Linked DNA regions of Sus scrofa: region 2 is linked to region 1. Evidence: chromatin contacts called from public HiChIP or PLAC-seq data. All regions are on one chromosome and are shown on one strand. Each heading gives the region's core, a stretch centred on a gene start, on an enhancer-like site or on the middle of the called end of the contact. The rest is flanking DNA. Distances are from core to core; before and after follow the strand shown. Region 1 holds the start of OGFOD3 (2-oxoglutarate and iron-dependent oxygenase domain-containing protein 3). Region 2 holds the start of CSNK1D (casein kinase I).

Region 1 (3,479 bases), core at 484-2,983:
CCCTCCCAGCCCGGCCCACAGAGAACCTGTGTGAGGGTCCTTGCACAGTCTGTGGCACCAATCAGGTTGCCTGCATCTAAAAACGGCCCCATACAGCCCCATGCGTGGGGTCCCGGAGCGGCGTGCGCGCACCATGCGAACTAAGTCAAATGTGAGTCAAACCAGTTTCACCGAAACCACTGGCGGCCAGAAAGAGAACACAAGTATGACAGAATGACTCGCCACCAAGACACTTTCTGTGCCCTCAGGTTAACTGCGGGAGTCACCCCGCCCCGTGGAAGTTGCGGGCGTGTCTGTGTGTGTGTGTGGTGCACACCGTGCGTGTCTGTGCTCACTTCGTGTCACGGAGCACTCGTGTGCTCTGTTACCCAAGAAACATGTGTAGGGCTTAGACGGGCAGAAATGAGAAGCCGACCCGGGAATCCTTTTATGGAGGTGCACCTTGTTCCTTCAAGTGCAAGGTCGATTCCTGAAAAGCAGGAAGGCTGCCTTCTATTTTTATACGCCCCTCCCACCTCTAACTGCTCTATAAGTAACACATGAAATCCAATTAAATGAGTCCCACGGGGCGCACAGCTCAGTCAGACCATGCTGGACAGATACCGGTCCTCTTAAACGGGGAGCATGGATGCCCAGCTCCCGAAGACCCCTTCCCCCATCCCCACACCACGGAACGGCCGTCCAGCCTCCAGCCCACCTGGCCTCCTCTTATTAGAACAAGGTGGACACCTAACTCCAGCGGGCCCATCACTTCTCTTTCCCAAGAACTCCGAAGGAGGCAGAGGGACGGCACCCCCCATCTCAGTGGCAAGGGCTGGAACCCCAAGGAGAGGTACAAAGCTGTGGGTGTTACAGTTCTCCTGGAGAGGGAGGTGCGGAGACAAGAGAGGGGGAAGAGCCTCCTGGGCCAGATTCGGATGCAACACCCCCCTGAGGGGGTGGGGCCTCTCCTCAAAACAAGAACCCAGCCCTGTTCAGGGTTAGCGGGCTCAAGCTGTACCCTGAGAATTCTGCCAAAACAGAAGGGAATTGGGAGTAAGGTCCACGGCCCCTGGGGCAAGCACGACTACGCGGTGATTTATCCTGGAAGGATGAAGATACGCCCTGGCTCTGAAAGCTTTCGGCAGAATCCTCTCCAAGGCTATGGTGAGATCATTTATTCATTCAGCGGGCCACCCATCGGTGAACCCTCGTGTGCACAGCCCTAAGGAAAGCCCAGCGACCAGACGAGGGGGGCCTCACGACCGCTGTCCCCGTCCAGGAGGCGCGGCGTGGAGCCCGCGATACACATGCGGAAAGCGGTCAGGGACGGTCCCCCCACGGGCAGCCCCCGCCCTCCGGCCAGGCCTCGCCCCTCTCGGCTCCCGGTCCGCTCAAGGACATGCCACGCCCCGGCGGCAAGGCCACACCCACGCCGCCGCGACGTCCCAGGGAAGGCCCCGCCCACAACCCGCCGGGAAGGCCCCGCCCCTCCGCCCTGGCCACGCCCACGGGCCGCCCGCGCGCTCCCCCCCGCTGCCCGGTACCTGTTCGGGCGCCCGCGCTCCGCCGCCCCGCAGCCCTCGGGCCCCTTGGGCGCGCCCCTCCGCTGAGGTGCCATTGGCCGGGCCGCCGCAGCGCTGTGCGGAACGCGGGATCCCCCACGAGCCCGGACGAGCGCCGCGAGAGGCAGTGCGAGGCCGGCGCGGCCGCGGACCCGGAGCGACGCGCTCGGCTGTCGACCTCCGGCCTGTTGGTCAGGCCGGAGCAATCGGAGGCCGAGCGCCGAGCGGTGCGGGGCGGGGACCTGAACGCCGACCTGGCGCGCACTCTGCAGTGCACACCTGCCCGCTCCACGGAACCGGACGAGCTTCTGAGCCTTCTCTGAAGTGTGTCCTCGCCCTGCCGTGCGCACTCTCCCGGGGTCTCCGGTCCAGGTCCAGCTCCCCAGGGGTCTCCAGGCCTCTCCCGGAGGGTTTCCAGGCCCCTCTCCCTGGGCCCGTGCCGCATCTGAGGACCCTGTACCCATTTGGTGCTTTGTACACCTGCATCTCTAAGGACTTGCTGCTTTGGGTTTGTGTTTGTTTTTTAATTTTATGGCTGCACCCAATTTTATGGCATATGGGGATTCCCAGGTCAGGGACTGAATCCGAGCTGCAGCTGCGACCTACCTGCAGCAAGCAGGACCCTTTTAACCCACTGCACAGGGCATGGAATCAAACCCGAAGCCTTGGAGCCACTTCAGTGGGATTCTTAACCCACTTCACCGCAGCAGGAATTCACCTGCTGCTTTGTTTACAGCTTTCAATTTCCCTAGAGAACCTTCCATCCAGTGGGCAAGACGTAAGCTCTTAAGGAGCCCTGTCAGGATACCTAAAATTCTGAAAGAGTGGAATTAGCAGGGAGGTTCATTCATGAAGGTTAAGTCTGAAGAAGGTGAGTAGTTTACTGGTACAGGGGGAAAAGAAAACCTTCTTAGACTCATTGGACAAGAAAAGAGATCAGCCCAGCAGTCCTGAAACTGGGGCAATCAGACGCCATCTCATGGCAACTTACCTAGAAGGGACAGTTGTGGGCCTAGCGGGTCGTCTAAGAACAGGGGTGACAGTTGACAAGTCTTTGAAATAGTTTCATTTCTGTAGAACTCATGGAGGAGGGACTCAAAGCAATGGAGCCACACACACAGAAGATGGAGTACTGACTTCTCCCTCTTCCTCTAGGTTTGCAGCACCTCACGCTGGTAAACAATTCCAAGTGCATCTGCTGCAGGTAAGACGTCTGCGTTCATTGCTACCCCGGGGCTGCAGGAATGACAGGATTTCTCTCTGAACCCGAGGAGGCTCACAGGGCAGGCATGCAGACTTCTCAGCTCGGGAGTTCCCATTGCGGCTCAGCGAAAACGACTGACTAGTATCCATGAGGACGCAGGTTCAATCACTGGCCTCGCTCAGTGGGTTAAGGATCCGTCGTTGCCATGGCTGTGGCGTAGGCCAGCAGCTACAGCTCTGAATCAGCCTCCTAGCCTGGGAACCTCCATATGCCCCGGGCGTGACCGTAAAAAGACAAAAAAAAAAAACCAAAAAAAACTTCTTAGCTCGCATGTTTTCCTTTTAATTTGATTCCCTGGAAAATAGATTTGGTTTTTTAAAAAGTAAAACAGTTCATCCTCAAAACGTTGCAGCTTTTTAAAGTGCTTTGTCTTAAATTCATTCAGTCCTCAGCTCATAATTTAGTTGACTTAAGAATTTTCTCATTGAGATTATCTTGAATGCAAATTTTTTTTTTTTTAATTAAACTGGAGTTCCTGCCCTGACGCAGCAGGTTAGAAATTTCTACTGCAGCGGCTTGGGTAGCTGCGGAGAGGCAGGTTCAACCCCTGGCATGCTCAGTGGGTTAAAGGATCTGGCGTTGCTGCAGCTGTGGCTCGGATTCAATCCGTGACCCAGGAACTTCCATATGATGTGGGTGCAGCCATAAAATTAAAAAAAAAAATCCAACGG
Region 2 (3,479 bases), core at 593-3,092, 92 kb before region 1:
GTCTCCCACGAAGCTCCCATATTGGTGAATGTCTTGGTCACAACATTCCTCCACTTGAGCGTCCAAAAGCAGCTTCAGAAAGCAGCCGTCTGGCAAAGTCTCAGAAAGGAGAACAAAAAGCTTCAAAATATCTTTTTCTTATCTGTGGAAAGGCGGCTAATGGATCGGTTCTGGAGTACAGCTCCTAGATCCTAGGTTAAAACTTTTGCCAAAATCTATTGTTCTATAAATAAGGCAAACAGCTTGCATTTACCCAGCGCTTCGCCTCCAAAACCCTGCTGAGAAGGCAGCTCCCGACGACTGGACATAAATATTTAAGTAGTAAAATGCAAGTGTCTCTGAAGTGTATCCTACTTGGAGAGCAGCGCACATGCTGGAGGGACAGGTACCCTGTGGGGTAAGGGTACCAAAAGCAGTTCCCAACTCCCTCAGTGGGGGCTCCTCTTACACACCAGCCCACCGAGGTCGCGCACCCGCTCCAGGTAACGAGAGCCCAGGATGGGGCGGGGAGCTCGCACACTTGGGACCATCTGAAAGGCATAACCAGGAGCATCAGGGACCCTCGGCGACAAGCGCAGCAGCCGAACGGAAGCCCCGGGGCGGGCTGCGCCACGGGCGCATGTTTACCCCGAACTTGCGCAACGACAGTCCCGCCGCACAGCAGGCGTGCCGGGCTGGGCAGCCCCGACGCGGGGGTGGCAGCGAGTGGCCCACAGTTCCTCCGAGGAATGCCGCTGAGTTCTGTTTAAACTTCCAACTTTAAGATCCAAGCCCACCCTCTAGCACACGGGTGTATCCGAGCCTTCTTGCGCTGGAGACCTCAAACAATCCGGGACATTCTAACCCCAGGTTTTCCCGTCTACCCCGAGAACTTTCGCAGCAAAGGACAAGCTCCGGGTAGCGCTGCGCCACTCGACCTGCCTCTACTTCAGCCCACGCCTAAACGCTGACTTCGTCCTGGGTCGCCTGAGCGTCGTTCTGGTTGACGGCCAGGGACAGAGGCTGCAACTTGGAGGCGCAACACGTACCCCACCACCGCCCGACGGGCCCCCCGCGCGGCCCCGCGCTGCACCTGCGCTCCGCGGCCGGAGGGGCTGGGCACCGCCAGGGGCAGCGCGCAAGCCTCACCTCGTCTCGTGCCCGGCCGCAGGGCGCAGGACGCGGGCCCGCACGCCCGCCGACCGCTTTGTCGCCTGCGGGGTCGCCGGCCGTCCCGGAGGCCGCGGGCAGGCTGGGGCGGCTGCCCCGGGGCGCGGGTCGGGGGGGCCGCAGGCTCCCGCCCGGGGAGCTGAGCGGCGCGAGCCGTGAGGGCCCCGGGGCGAGTCAGGGGTCCGGCCGCCGGGGGCGGGGTCGCCGGGGCGGCGGCCGGAGCGGAGCCCGGCGGCCGGGCGCCGGTTTGGGGGCCGCGCCCGGGGGAGGGGCGCCTCACCGAGATAGATGTCTCCGAAGGACCCGCTGCCGATCTTCCGGCCCAGCCGGTACCTGTTCCCCACTCTGAGCTCCATGGCGGCGGCGGCCCGGCTCGCTCCTGCCCTCCCGGCCGCTTCCTGGGTCTGAGCTCGGGGAGGCGGCGCCGCTGCTGCCGCTACTGCGGGTCCGGCTGCCGGCTCCGCCCCCCTCACGGCCCCGCTTTCACCATCGCTTTCCGGCCGCCCTGCCGCTCCCAGCGCCTCAATACGGGGCGGATGGGACAGTCCGGGCGCCGCCGCCCCTGCTCCGGCCTCCGCCAACCCCGTTCGCCCTCTCCCCGCCGCGGATGGACTCGGATCTCCCGGGCCTAAATCCCCCTTCAGGGGCCTGAAGGAGCCGCCGCCATCGCGCTGTGACGTCACTTCCCCTAGCAACCCGGCGGGGCGGGGCCGCGGCTCCAAGCGACGGCCGGGGCGGGGCGATCGCGACCGCGGGGCGGGGCCTGGGGGCGGGCCTGCGCAGCTCTAGGGGTAGGGACCGCGTTCTCCCGATCCACTGACGCACCCGGCCAGGCACCTCCCCCCGCTCCTTGCCCCCTGCCTCTGGCAGCAGCCCAGGGCCCAGAGCCCCTCGCCTGGACCCCTTCCGCCGGCAGGATCTATGGGCTCGTGCAGGATTCCCTGCAGCTGTCTGGGAAGCCAGCGTTTCCTTGCTGCAGGCCTGGGACAGGCTCCCAGGCAGTGCCCTATAGGGGGGGGTAGGCACCTCCCTGCACCGGCACCTGCAGGGAGTAATATGCTCCCTCCACTAGGTGCTAGGTACGCTTTTTTGTTGGGTGCCAACAGCCTCAGTAGTGTCCCAGCTCACACGGACTCAAAGCTGACACCCAGCCTGTGCCTGACACACAGTGGAAAATATATAGACATATATAGAGAGAGATTTCATGGCCACACCAGCGGCATATGGAAGTTTCCCAGCAAGGGATTGAATCTAAATGGTAGCTGTGACCTACACGGCCATACCAGATCCTTTACGCCGCTGCAGCAGGCTGGGCATCCAACCAGCCACCTCCACAGCCACCGGAGCCACTGCGGTGGGCTGCTTAACCCACACCGCCATTGCGAGAACTCCACAATGCGCCCATTCAGAGTGTGCGAGTCAATGGTTTTAGCACGTAGCAACCATCGTCACAGTCAACTTCACTTTTCCATCACCCCAAAGAGAAGCCTCCACCCCACAGTCATGCCCCAGGCCCACGCATGAACAAAGTGCTGTGCTCTGAGGTCGCAGGGCCTGGCTGCAGACCTTCGCATTTTCTCGTGTCCTGAAAGCACGCTCCTCCCTTCTCCCGTTCAGGCCCTTCGGGGAGGGAGCTTGGTGTGTGTGCATGTGTCTGTTGGGCCTGGTGGGGGCTGGGAGCTGCTGGGGTCCCCCCGCTGCTGCTGCTGTCACAGTGGCCTCGCACCTCCCGGCCACTGCTTCCATTCTCTTTCCTCCTCTGGCTTCTGGTAGTTTCTGCCACTGAGCTCCCGTGACCTCCCTCTGTGCCTCTTCAGCTAACTGGCTGGTCCTGGTCGGCCAGTTCTTTGTCTGCAGGGAGTCACAGGTCACTGGCAAGAGCCAAATGATGGGGCAGGGGTGGGGTCATTTGCATAAATTGTGACCACCGGATTCATAAATTTTTTAAAGTTATACTCCATTTGTAGTTATTATAAAATATTGGCTACGTTCTCTGTCTTGTACAGTATATCCTTACAGCTTATTTTGTAGATACCTGTTTATACCTCTTAATGGCGCCTATCTATCTTTCTTGCTTTCCGTGGCAGAGCTTCAGACAGCTGCAACGGTGCTGTGCTGCGTGCCCGCGTCTTGCTATTTCTGTGTCTTGACTCTGTAACCTAGACAGTGGAGAAGCCCGCAGGCACAGGGGAGGGGGCGCCCAGAAGGCGCCGTCAGATGGGCCCGCCCAGGGCAAGAGGATGGCTTTGTCCTCGTCCCTGGTGGGGCCACAGGTGCCCAGGCTCCTCTTCTGGCACATGTGACATGGGAGGGGACATGGGCCAGAGCCC

Evidence for each region. HiChIP or PLAC-seq counts read pairs in DNA pulled down with a chosen protein or histone mark.
Region 2: an H3K27ac HiChIP or PLAC-seq map of alveolar macrophages shows a contact between it and region 1. The contact joins the promoter of CSNK1D here to the promoter of OGFOD3 in region 1. A contact is called at or near these places in 5 of 47 Hi-C or Micro-C datasets (heart right ventricle, liver, mesenteric adipose tissue and 1 more) and 2 of 2 datasets of contacts at active chromatin or transcription factors (alveolar macrophages and skeletal muscle).

What each region holds. Positions count from the first base shown.
Region 1 is chr12:675,400-678,878 of Sscrofa11.1, reverse strand. It overlaps OGFOD3 (2-oxoglutarate and iron-dependent oxygenase domain-containing protein 3), which reads right to left and starts at 1,733. Exons shown (of 9, transcript XM_003357915.5): 1 at 1,527-1,733. The coding sequence starts at 1,600. It overlaps HEXDC (hexosaminidase D), which reads left to right and starts at 926. Exons shown (of 13, transcript XM_021066340.1): 1 at 926-1,146; 2 at 2,700-2,748. The coding sequence starts at 1,092.
Region 2 is chr12:767,219-770,697 of Sscrofa11.1, reverse strand. CSNK1D (casein kinase I) reads right to left here and starts at 1,842. Exons shown (of 10, transcript XM_021066360.1): 1 at 1,430-1,842. The coding sequence starts at 1,505.